Linked DNA regions of Gossypium arboreum: region 1 is linked to region 2. The links are chromatin contacts, called in public Hi-C maps. All regions are on one chromosome and are shown on one strand. The core of a region is the stretch at or near the end of the contact, and the rest is flanking DNA. Distances in the headings are between cores, read along the strand shown.

Region 1 (6,836 bases), core at 3,908-6,407, 160 kb before region 2:
CTACAAAAACTTGGAAAATTTTGAAAAAAAAAAATTAATAATAATATCAGCGAATACCGATATTGGACACTCACAACCGAGTCAGAGTAACATAGGCTCATAGAATTTTGTTTCAGAAAATTTACATCAATGTATATTGTTGAGAAGGATAAATAATTGAGTTGATTTGATTGAACCATTTTGACCATTTCAACTTTTGTATTTATCTTATAGTCTTGGCCTATCTAAAATAATTATCGTATTTACCTCCTAGTTTTAGTCCATCTAAAACTTGTATATGCTTATCACTTTGTACCTACATATACCAAATGAATTCAGCATGACTGTGTGTGTTTGATTTGTAAGAACCACTACCTTACCAAATTTCTTAGATAAATAGTTGCATGAATTGGTAGGGGTTACAAACCAAGATAGCTCCCTTAACATGAAACATACGTTCAACAGTTCCAAGAATCAAATGATCAATTATGAGAGTATCTACATAATTAAAATCCAGTGTGACAACTGTCACTAGGTTAAAGTCAAGTGACATGCAATTGATCAAGAAATATAAGATTTGGCCAGATAATAATGAAAGGTGATAGCTTAGAACATATTTTCTCAGCACCAAAACCACTGATCAAGACAATGGTCATATTAAGAAGGGGAACCCAGTCTGTCATGTCACATTGCATCCAAGATAAGATAAAAAAACAAATTATTTTTTTGACAACTTACTATATTTTTTTCATTGCATTTATAATTGAAAGAAAGAAAGAAAGTGCGCAGTCCTACAAACCTGTGGGCTTGATGGAAGCATGTAGAGGCTATTATCAGGACTTCTATAAAATGCAGAAACTTCTTTGACAATAAACTCTTTTGCACCGTTTGAAATGTCTGCAACAATATTGCAAACAGGAATAATGGTACTGGAAGCATACTCCCTCGCCGCCAATGGCTGTTGGTTCCAGAATGCAGCTGCATCCTTTAATTCAAAAGAAATCAGTATAAATCCTGTTAGAGATTTTTAGTTGGAAGATAATGTATACTAGAAACCAAGATTGAACTAATAAAGTGATGAAGCATTCATAACAATAAACAAACAAAATATGTCCATCACTTAAATCCATTGTTATAAAACATAAATGAGATCAGACTACACTGTTGATACTAACTATATCATCTAATCAGAGAACACTATAACAACACTCAACATCCTAAGTATCCAGCATAACATTCAAGTCCTCTTCTTGAGAAGCTGGACACAGATAAACAACAACAAAATATATATTCTCCAATTTTTTGGAAAGAGAACAAATGAAACAAGATATATCTATAGAGAATTAAGTTATCATTAGACAAAAGAAAGAGTCTTTTTTCCTTCTTTTAAAAGATACTCAAACAGCATATGGATATCTCCTAAAGCAAATGTTTTTTATATCTTTTCATGCAAAGAAGAGAAGTAATCCAAGATGACATAGACAAAGGAAAGAAGGGATGTTATTAACTTATAATTGAAAAAGTTCAACCACATTACAAAGTGTTAACTGCTAAAAAGTAACAATTGTATCTAACAGCATCATAGATGCACCACCAACATGTTCCTACTGTTGAGTTTAACAATGAAAATGAAGGATGGAATACCTTACCATATTAGCCTTCAGGAGAGCAGTATATATGGATTCAAGTTCGGATCTACGGGAGTCAAACTCTTCAATCTTCTTCCACTTCTTTCTTAATGAATCTTCTGCCTCTTTCCTCTCTGCACACAATTTGTTCAACCGTTGTATTTCAGACATTAGTGTATTTAAGCTGGCCTTTAACCCAGCAGCTTCTCTCTCCTTGGCCCAAACCTCCAACTGAGAGAAAATTAACCATAAAATTTAGCATGAGAAAATGAGCATTAAGAGGAAAAATGCCAATATGGTAATTCATAACCATAGGAATCACCTCAAATTGTCTAAGACTGCCAACATTCTGTGTTGCACCTCCGACAAGAGAACGTGAAGGAACTAAATCACTACCTCCTTGTAGACGTTTTATAAGCTTTTGACACAAGTCCCTCGCTTCTGCAGCTTTGTTGAGAGCATCTTCAGTAGCTAAAAATTGTTGAACATGAGCTTTCTGCAAACAAATACGTATTTATAAATCAAACTACAGGATGACTCAGCAGAATAAACATAAGGACAATAGTGGAGCGCTAACAACGTTAAGCAAAGCCAACCAGCATCCATTCATCTTACATTGGCACACCTCTATTTTCATAATCCCTTAACAACAGCATTAACAGATACAGGAGCGAGTAAAAGATAAAAGATAAAGAGTTTGCATCAGTGAGATTCTCAAAAGGAGATGAGACCTGTCTTTCAAGAAGTTGATTTTGCATTCCTCTAGAAGGTACATCCATTCCTATCTTCTCATTACCATAAAGTTGATTTAAGGGTGAGCTCACATCCGGAGAGGAAACATCCATAACTCTGTTGTTCTCATATTTGTACCTAATAAAAGTATATCTTTTATTCAATACAAGGTTCATTAAAACCAAACAACAACCAAGAAACTTAACTAAAAGATATTTGCATGAACATAACCAGAAAAAAGAATTACTAGGAGTCTTCAAGCCAATCAACTTTCAACAACATATTCCTGGCACAATACAGCAATGTTCTCTAATGCCTAACCATAAAGAAACTAGAAGCTAAAGAGACTTTTAAGTACTCGGAGGTTTTAGATAGAAAAGATATACTTTGTAACCAAAACAAAACCCAAAGCATGTCAGTCACTAAAAATGAGAGAGCTATAACGAAGTACCTATAATTGTTATCTTAGCTGTAGCATTAATGATAAAATTTATTGCTTTATTAACTGCAGCATTTTCTTCATTTTAAGTAATGTAGGATCAAATCAAAGAAATAACTTAGCAAATTGCAGTAATTTCTGTGAACACAAACAAATAGTAGCTAAGAAACAAATTGCAGCTCTAAGATTCTAAAAATTTGTACTTAGCAGACAAAAGCAGTTAATTATTTGTAACCGTATAGCCTAGACAACCCTGATAAGTAGAAGAAAAAGTGGAAAACCAAAGGAAGCTTATTTGAAATCCTGTAACCACCAACAAGAAAAACACAAAAGTATAAGCATACCTCAAGGCTTCAGCGTCAGCTCTAACGTCGACTTTCTCTATTTCTCTAGAAATCAAAGTTTTAAGCCTTGAAGTGTATGTGCTAATTGCCTGAAGTAATTGAGGAGGATTTTTGAGACAATTTACAATAACAATTCTAACTTCATCAGGTATCTCCCCATCGAAATCAAAGCCTAATTTGGCAACTTCTGATTGAGGACTCAAATGGATCCCATTTCCTTCATAAGCTGGAAAAGAATTTCGCACTTTTTCAATCATGCGGTCTGCAAGAGATTCACATGCCTTGCGAACATTTCTTTCACGAGTTGTTTCAATAAGAATGACATCATCTGCAGCTTTAGTTCCTTTAACAGTTGAATATACAGCTTCCTTCTCACTATTGCCACTGTAGTTGCTAACCACTTCAATGGAAGAGTCAACACTTGACCTTTGAGCATCCCTGGCTTGGTTTACATATTGATGAAGACGTTTGTGGTACTCCGCAAATATTTTGGCAGCCTCATCGCATTGTTGATCATAAGCTTCCAACACCACTTGTTTGTGCCTACAGTAGAATAAGGCATGTGAAAACACAAGATATGCAAAAGAGATTTGCCGAAAGATGAAATACACTTGGTAACTGTTGTTTTCAAGCATGCTAAGGGCACTCTTAATTTTATAATATCAGAAGTTAACAATAATGACTCCAATCAGGCTTGGATTAACTAAATGCACACTGAGTCCTCATATATTCTATAAAGTATATGTAAAAGCTATCACCAACCACTTATATATTGTAAAATAAGAGCTTTTATGTGTAGTTTGACAATAGAGCACACGGTCACTCTAGTCCATAATTAACAGCTTATTGATAAGATCAAAAATGAGAAACAATGTGATCATCTTGATGGGGAAGCTAAAGGTCAAATCCAACCAGAAAAGTCCATAAAGAAAATCACAGAGACATTTAACTTCAAAGCCCCAAATTAAATAATACGCAATAAAAAAACAAGATGGTCCATAATTTTAGAAACACAAAGGCTCTAGTTGGCATTAAAGGCCTAGTTTCATGTTCTGCCTCCATAATGACGTTAAAACGCCACAAGTTATAAGAAAAATCCTAAAGCATAATGAAACTCGATGTTGCGAAAAATAGCTATTAGATAAATTCGACATAAATCGCCCATTCAATGGTGAGCAGTTAAAATTAACAAGGACAATGCTAACGCAGGCATTTTTCAGTTCTAGAATATAGTTAAAAGAACTCCTTAAGAATTAAGAAGAAAAAAAACCTGTAATTGGCCTTTTCGTCAAGCATCCTTTTCCTTTCAGCTTCCTCTCTAGAAACCTCCAACATCCTAGCCTTCAAATCTTTCCTTTGTCTCCTCACAATATTTCTCAACCTCTCCACTTCCTTGGCAGCGGCTTCCCGTTCCCTTATTGCTGCTTCCCTAATCTCCGCCGCACCTGAACCCTCCCCTCCACCACCACCACCCACCTTCTCTTTCCTCCTCCCCCCTCCTTTACTCCTCCCCTCCTCTTTCCCCAAATTTCCAGCATTCTCAATATTCCCCCCTCCGCCGTGCACGGTGATGTTCTTTCGGATGCTTTGGACGGTTTTCTCGGATTTAACGCGGGTTAACAAGAAATGCCACAGAGGTAACATATTCCCTCTACAAATCTTGCGAAGCGAATCGATGGAAGGTAAATTCGACTTGTTGGAAGAAGAATTGTAGGGTCCTAAGGGACGGTAACCCATTTCCTTTTGCAGCCATTCTAGTATAACTTCCGGCTGCACATTTGAGCTCTGCATTTTGGATTCAATGCCAAAAGTCCACGCAAAAAAAAAATGAAACCTTGGTCTAAAATGACATAATGGATTTTCAATTGAAAGCTAAAATAAGGAAGGGATTTTGATAGATCTGATAATGAGAAAGCCAATTTGGCCGGCAAAAGGGCAGGGGAAGACTGTGTAAAGAAAGCTGGTAGAATGGCAGTTTTGTAATTTTGAATACTTCTTTTCACTCTTCTATTTTTTTATTTTTATTTTTGGATATGAGTGGAACAATTTAATAATAAAGAAGTTTTAAATGGAGGTCCCGCTCACTCTATACGATACCGTTTTCTTTTCTTCTTCTTTTTTCCTTCTATTCTATATGAGTGATTATGCTACATTTCTTCTTGTTGTATTATATAAAGTTATCAATTTTTATATATATTAATTATTAATAATATAATAATTCATTTTAGAAAAAAAATTATATATATTTTTAGTTTTTATGATTTTTTAAATATTTACTTAATATTAAAAATATTAAAGATAAATAATAAAAATTAAATTAAAGTAAAGTGAGGTAGGAGGAGACGGAGCAAGACTAGATGCATCTAGCATCCATAAAAGTGGTAATAAATTTCAAATTTACACATTCATAGTGGAACGATGGCGGAATAGAGTATGCCAACTAGAGAGCAATAATAGATTTAATAACATTCACTCATACCCCACTCCATTATCATTCGTACTTGAAATGTTAAAAATACATCGATTAAGTTTATTTGATTAATAATTATTAAATCAAACTAAAGAAATAATCATTGTCTTGGGAGTATAAAAAAAACAATTGAGGGTTTCTTTTCGACAAACAATATTTTTTTCTTCTTCTTTTTTCCTTTGTTACATGAAAAAAGATTCATCCTCAAATCCATTTGAATGTAGCAGATAACAATAGGACTCGAGAATTTATATGTATGTGAGTCATAGGAGCTAGTAATCATCAATATGCTCATACTAGCAATATTATTATTGTGATCAAGGAAGCAATATTAAATAAACCGCTAGAAAAATTAAAAGTGATCAAAGCAGTAATTGTATGAGATGATAATACGATGTGATAACAATGTTGTTATCATTGATCAAGAAAGAAATCCAAAAGGAACTCAAATATTTGGAGTGATCGCTTGAAAATTGAGACAATTAAATTTCACTAAAATAGTTTCATTAACTCCCGAGGTATTATAAAACTAAACCCAAATATCGTTATAGATTTTAAAGTATTTAAATCACGTAAATTAATTAGTAAATTGTCTCACACATATGCCTTTACTAAGTAAAAGAGAACCACTATGCTTATATCAAAATTTGAGAGGAAAAATAATTAATATATATAATATTTATTAATTCCATGATGAATATTGACAAATTGATGTATAAGTTCATTTGAATTTAGACACCTAATTATTCGAGTTCGGTTTGAATATTATTTTTAATTAAAAATATGAAAATATTAGTATGATATTGTAAAATTTTATAAAATTTGGCTAAATTAGCTGAATAAGCTAATTTTTTAAATTAGGCCTTTAAGTCGTTTTAAAATTAAATTAGGAAAATAAATCGTTTTTAGGAGAGAGAAAGTGAAAGCTCATCCAGCTGGGCGCTCTTTCCTTCAATGGTAAAATACAACGATTTTTTTATTGTTGCAGCGTCAAACGGTAAAAAAAAATTAAAATCCTAATAGTAACTTTTTTACACTTATAAATACCCCACAAATTTCATTTCTTTCTTTCACATCCTTTTCTCAACTCTCTCAAGCTTTTTATTCAATATTTATTTATATTTTCATTTAAAAATAATATTTTTTTTAATTATATCATGTTTTATTCGTTCGGATCAATTTCTCAAGAATGGACACCTCTCTAATCTGCTTCGACAACAACCATATTTCTGCCGCCCAATTAG
Region 2 (7,192 bases), core at 2,442-4,941:
TACGAAAATTTGAACTTACATGCCATGTTACCAGTGGGTTTAGGGTTTGTATTAGGTAATGGATATGTCTGATAGAAATCTCTAAATGTCTTGGATTAGTGTTAAATACGAGTACTTAAAATGAAAAATCCGGATTGTTTGAGTATTAGCAGACAAATAACTAGAAACAAAAGGGAAAATGATGAGAATTTTGACAAGAATATATTAGTTTACATAAGAGTTGTGAGTCAGCATTAGACGGGTCTTAATGAAAGCAGTGGGCATAACTTGGTAGATTTGCATATCCATCCACTCAACGACATGATCATCATATAGGGAGTATTGGGTAAAAAAGAAAAAGGAAAACGAATGGCTACAGCTTCACTTGAAACTGAAAACACAGATGAATGAAGTGAATGTGAGCTGTCGCTTCTTCAACAGTGGCTCATTACTTTTGGGATATTGTGATTAAAATCGAATTCAACCTAGAATAGAATATTAATAATTTGTGATGGAAAAATAAAACATCCTGGAAAGTGGATAATAATCATGTCATAATCATATATATCTACAAGTTTTGTTTTTCAGCTGTTACAAGATATGAGGCTGCAATGATTATATCTGAAGCATGCCACAGGTTTTCTTTACCACACACACAAAAAAGGGGGGTGTTCTTGCCATAGGCAAAGTTAGTGGTACAGGCAAGGATCTCAGTGCATCAGACAGAAAACTTGAACTGAAGAAACAGTGCAAGCTAAGCATGTGTTAGAACAATTGGTAATGTGCTTACATATGCAATAGGATAAGCAAAGAAAACCCCATTTTTGTTCCCTGCTTATTCAGAGGAAACAGACAACATTTGACTAATTTCTTTAGAAAAAAAAAAAAAAACTAACTTGAAGCAGTAAATAAAGCAACAGCTCCCTTGTGGTTTGATCCATGAGCCTGTTCAGTTTGAAAAGTATGTATCCTAAAATGATTATAACAGGAGATAAGATTTGAAAGTTTGTTTGAATCTTGAGATGGGATATATGGTATTGAAGAGGGCTAGAACCCATTAAGAATGAATCGGTCTCCGTATCTACCAAAAAGTATATTCAAAGAGCACTAGTAGTGAATACAAATTTGACTAAGGAAAAAAAGAAGAAAACCTTGAGTTTGGTTTAGGTATTGGCAAGAGGTTTTTAACTCAGATTCAACTAAAAAAAAAAAAGACTCGAATTCAATTAAATTATTGTTGAACATGAACTTCTATAATTAAAACTTGATCAAACTAGTGCAATGCTTTAAGCCTTGAATTTCAAGTTGAACTTGAGCTTGGCTCGATTATACCCTAGCAAGGTGCAGTATGCATGACAAAACATTATTTATTTACACATTAAGAATTTCAAGTTTCTAATACTCTGATGGTGAACTAGTCATAGCATGCTTAGAAATGGTGCCAAGCAAGAAAATAGTAATATATATATATAGCAGAAAATGGTTAATTATCAATTCCAGTGGTTAGCAGATGGAGAAGGCATTAAGCAAAAAGGAATGGTTCCGCTGCTTTCCTTTAGTGGACTTGAATACAATTAAACAAGCTTTCCTTGTCTGTCACAAACCTTATACATTGCCACCAGGAAATATAAGACATTCATCATAACATTGGTATAAATAATGAAACACATAAATAAAACCCACTTTCACAAATCTACACCTACAAGTGCATTCAAGCCTTAGACTCTTCGGTCTCCTTAAAATATTCATGCCCGACACCAGGGTTTAACATTTTTTTGGACATAAGAATAGGAGCATGACCCTCTAAATATATGGAAACATAGAAAAAAATCGGACGTGCCTGTGTCAGGGGCATATCCATATATGACATCCAACTCTGACACCAATGTCTTAACACATATCCATATAAAAGCAGCAGGATTCATAAGACATCATTATAACTATGTGATTGATAAATAGCACCAGTACAAATTGAGGTCACTGTCACAAATCTCCACCTCCTATAAGTGGATTTGCAAAATCCAGTGTATTAGGACCAAAAAAGTTCAAAATACAATGGCTTTAGGAAGACAGCTAATGATCATATCTTAAAAACACAAGCATAAGAGTAAAAATGTCTTCCATGGCATGATCGAGAATCAACTAGTGGATGTATTAGAGCAATCAGGACAACTGAAGTGACCCCTAGCTTGACATTTTGTACATCCAACAGATTTTACCTTAATCTCCTCAGACTGATACAGATTATCAATTAGGTTGAAACTGAATGGCCCATTTGCTTTGATCAATCCAGTTCCTCTACATCTTGAGCATGCTATCATCCGTAGATCACCACATCTCTTGCACAAGCCCAATGAACTGCAAGTTTGACAAGTTAAATATCAGCTTGTGCAACCGTGTAGATTACATCAGTCAATGAAATATATCCTGGCAGTTCTCTTTTTCCTAGAAAAGTTGAATAAAAGTTGGGAACCTCATGATATTGGATAAGACATATTACCTACCTTAATACAATAAAGTTGATGTGCAACTTGGTTTAGAAAGAGATTGACTTAATTCATTCACTTGACAATGATTCTAGACCTTCACCCCTTTTGCCCTAAGCCATTCCTAGCTTAATCCTTAAGTTTATCCTCAAAAAAACCAAAAAGGCAACCTTTATATGCATTCCATTCTAGGCATCCAAGTTTTCCTAAAATAAGTGAACTATAAGTACTGTAGCAAGATAACTACATCACGAAGAGGAAAACCAAGCTGATGATTCCAAAAGCATTATACTTAAATTTAGTCTAGTACTTCCGGGCCATTTCCTTTTTTTGTTCCAAAGGAGATCATAACTTGGAGATAGGGGAAGGTATTGCAGATTTCAGAATTTGACCTCTAAACCTGCTAAAAATTACCTCTTAAAAGTTACCGCATGAACCAACTAGGATAAATCCTAGTACAACATGAATAAAAGACAATAAAAGACATTGGTCAACAACTCCACACAGATGCCATTTTCTTTTGTTACCTAAGAATAGTTTACACCACCAGAATTTTGTGGATGCGGAGATATTTTCACATAACTCTAGGTAAGGCAGTGCATTTGTTTGAGATAGAATCAATCACAAAGAACAGAAATCAAACATGAAGATATAGCAATCATTCTATAAAGAATCAAAATAACCCCACAATTAAAATCAATCCTAATATACAAGGCATTGCAATTTTAAATTGAATTAAAGTACAATGATAGCTTTTCTAATGTCCAAAGGACATCCAATTGTAAACCAACAAAGTGAACAACAACAGCAGCTAAATCAAAATAACTTAAGGTATCACAACTGAGAATTCATCAACCAAACTAACAATCAAATTACCAAATTTCACTCATACCCAGCAACAAAAATATTAACTTTTTCGAAGTTTCAAAAGTTGTAAAAAAAAAAAACTGCGTTTTACTCGCAAACTCAAAAAAGAAAAAAAAAAGGATTCTAACTTGGAAACACAGCAAAAAGAAACGGGTTTAGAAAAGTTGCAATTACCTTCTCTGAGAAGCAGAAATGAAAGCATCAACTTTGGGGGCAGCAATTGTAGCACATAGTAACAAAGTGCCAACTCCAAAGCCTGCAACTTCGCTTGCTGTTATGTGTTCCATTATTCGTCCGTCTCTTCTGTTCAGATATCTTAAACCTTATCGATTCAATCGGTCACTCTACAATTTTGAAATGTCCTCCCCTTTTTTTTTAAAAAAAATACTGTTACTCATTTAACCGAAACGCAACATCTGAGGCCTATTAGCTCAGCTGGTTAGAGCGTCGTGCTAATAACGCGAAGGTCGCAGGTTCGAGACCTGCATGGGCCAATTTTTATCCTTTTTTATTTAGTGTGCTTGGGCCATTAAGTTCTGAACTTTTGGTTATTGATTTCTCAGAAAGCCCATCTAATTGTTCAAAACTATTAATTTTCATTGGTAAATAAATAAAGAATTAAGGTTTATATTAAAATTTTATATTTTCAAACTTATAATTTTACTATCCTTAAATGAATAAATAAATTTATTTTATGAAATAGACAATAAATTTGATTAATTGAAAAGGATTAAATCTTATATTAAACTTCCTTATTTTCATAATTTTAAGATTTTTATTGATATTAAAAATAAAAATATATAACTTGATATGATTTGTATATAAAACAAACTTTACATGCTAAATATAATTTTGTTGATAAATATTCTTTTATAAGGAAATGGATAGAGAGCTAAAAATTAAACACAAAATTTAATGTCAACCAAAATATTCATTTAAAAAATCTCTTACTATTACATTGACATAATATATAATAAATTAGATGTTCACAAATATAATAAAACTACAAAAAGTCACATGCTAAGATATGATAGCAAATGGGAACCTGATTTCAATTTTTTTTTTTTTAAAGTTTCAAATCGGTCTTGATTTGATTATGAGTTGCTTTAAGGGTTTTGTATGCTCGATTAATGTCTGGTTTTAATTGTAAATCTCATCATATTTGTATTAATGTCATTTAATAGATTTGTTGATTATTTATGTGGAATTTTTGAATGACAGTGATATTTAACAGCTGTAATGCCTTATAGCTCGGTTAGGTGACCGAGTTAGGTATAATGGTAAGATATATTAAATTAAAAAAAAAACAATATTTGAACCTTGAAGATAGTACTGTCGAGAAGGACAACCATAAAACCCAAAAGGGTTAATCTGTAACACCTCATACCCGACCTAGACGTTACGGTCGGATAATAGAGGTTACATCATACTAGCAAAAGAAATGATTGTATAATATTGAAAAAAACCAACTTTCCGGAAAAAGACGTGTCATTTTGAACGATTCTTGAAAATCATAGCAACTTATAAAATCGCAACTTAAAATAGTTTTACCAAATATCAAGTCCAATTTGCGAGAAAAATCTCTTAGTAAACTTCAGTTTATTATTCAGCAGAAAACCTTATAATGTATCAATTTTAAAACTTTGATTCATTTTTAATTATCCTAAATTAGGCGTTACTCAAGGTAAAAACTTTTGCGAAATAAATACCAAATAATCCTAATATTCTAAATAAAGCTTAAAATGTCTTAAAGTCCGTAAAATCAATGAAAAGTCCAAAATGTCTATATTAAACAAAAAGAAATTCCAAAGTACTTAAACAAAAAAAATGTGAAATCCGAGCTCTAAAGTCGCCGTCCAATGTAACAAACCTTACCCATATGGGATTTCTAAAAATTAATTTTCATTTCGAACCTACAGGGGTTTTCACACGGCCAAGCACACGCCTGTGTCCCTCACACAGCCTAGACATGCCCATGTCCAAAAACCAAGACATTTTTTATGACGTCATCACTTATTTAGGGGCACACGGCCTAGCACACGCCCGTGTCCTTCACACGGTTGAGACACACGGCTGTCTTTACCCGTAAGTTTACTACCATGCAAACTGACTTAATAATTTTAGGTACAGGGGACACACGGCTGAGTAACACGCCCAAGGGGTTGGCCGTGTGTCACACACGACCTAGACACATGCCCGTGTGTCTACCCGTATGGACCTTTTTGGAGGCTATTTTCCAAGCCATTGGTCACCCTCAATGACTCATACATTCAAAACGCACTTTATAACATACAACATGACATATTTATACACTCAAACATTCCACACGATGGCACTCTCACATCTTCATAATGTCATCTTATTGCACTCTTATTTATTACACCATTTAGAGGCATTCCACACCCATTTCATGCATTATTAAATTTGTTACCATAACCAAAAATTGTGTATTCATGTATATAGTCATTTTAAGTCATTAGGTCATCCTTTAACCTTTAGCACTTAATCCATACTTTACCATACAGTCATCAATCAACAACATACCACATCATTATCATGCATTCACCAAGCAATAACATATCCTACCATCAAGACACTAACACATGCATGCATGGGTAATTATATTACAACCCAAATGATCAAATATGAGCCATATTACATGGCGATTACAAAAGAATCATCATCATCATAGGCCTTCACAAATTGGCCAAATAACATGACACATATCATAAAATAACCAAGTTCCTATACATGCATACTCAAAATAATAATTTCACTATACCCAATAGTCTTTTGATAGTGTGACCAAATACTCCAACAGCTTCCGATCCCCAAGTTAGCTTGGCGGAACTACAAAGGATGGAAAGAGAGGGGAGTAAGCATTAAAGCTTAGTAAGTCCATATACAAATAATGTGTAAAAGTAATAAACAATCAATATATAAAAACATGGTAACATATACATAAAGATTTTTCTCCATTCAAACCTTTTTGCTTACTCATCATATGCTCATACATACTTGCTCATCTTAAATCGATCTTTATCAAAGCATTACTCATAGGCTTAGCATACGTATCTGTACTCATTGTAAAGTATCGATAACCATACCTCTTTCATATGCCCTCCTTGGGACTTTCATTACAATCGTTACATTACCCGTTGAACATTCGGAATACCATTGGATACGCGAAAACCTTGCACATAAGTGCCACATATACAAACGTAGCCGAAGCTACCACATAACATGTAATACATCAATAATGAACTCGGACATCTCAACGAGCTCTGATGTTACATGAATCGCATCCATCATGAACTCGGACTACTCAACAAGTTCGAATACTCGCATCCATAATGAACCCGGACCTCTCAACAAGCTCGGATGCTACATACCTCACGAACCCGAGCCACTCAACAAGTTCAGACTTCTTTGTTCTTAGTGACATGTCACTTGTATCCTAAACTATTCTTAAGTTTCAAACGATATTTTCCTCCATTGCATATAGTGTTTCCATCGTACTTGCTCGTAACGTCATGGTTAACGACCATGATAACATTAATGCTTTCATAACAATCAATGGGCATATAACTCATAATTACAATAAAACATTTATTACAATATATTAAAGCATTAAAACATACTAAAATACCACATTATTTGCATATGTACTTACCTCGGTACAAAACGATGATAATCGAGCCTAGTTATCGTATACTTTATTCTTTCCTCGATCAAGTCCCGATTCACGTTTTTCTTGATCTATGATGCCAAATTTAACTTATTTATTATTCACATCATTCAAATGGGTCCATAATTCATACTCTTGCAAATTTACATTTTGATCCCTAAAATTTCACATA

What was found. Hi-C and Micro-C count contacts between places; a contact is called where the count stands out from the background.
Region 1: a contact with region 2 is called in a Hi-C map of leaf, with 3 times the contacts expected there. The contact joins the promoter of LOC108455007 here to the promoter of LOC108471861 in region 2. A contact is called at or near these places in 2 of 5 Hi-C or Micro-C datasets (both in leaf).

What each region holds. Positions count from the first base shown.
Region 1 is chr7:17,508,514-17,515,349 of ASM2569848v2, reverse strand. LOC108455007 (AUGMIN subunit 5) reads right to left here and starts at 5,157. Exons shown (of 10, transcript XM_017753638.2): 1 at 4,393-5,157; 2 at 3,123-3,665; 3 at 2,339-2,477; 4 at 1,930-2,103; 5 at 1,629-1,838; 6 at 779-964. The coding sequence starts at 4,913.
Region 2 is chr7:17,342,231-17,349,422 of ASM2569848v2, reverse strand. It overlaps LOC108471861, which reads right to left and starts at 3,691. Exons shown (of 2, transcript XM_017773413.2): 1 at 3,507-3,691; 2 at 1,900-2,337. The coding sequence starts at 3,619. The coding sequence ends at 2,118. TRNAI-AAU (transfer RNA isoleucine (anticodon AAU)) reads left to right here and starts at 3,753; the gene lies at 3,753-3,826.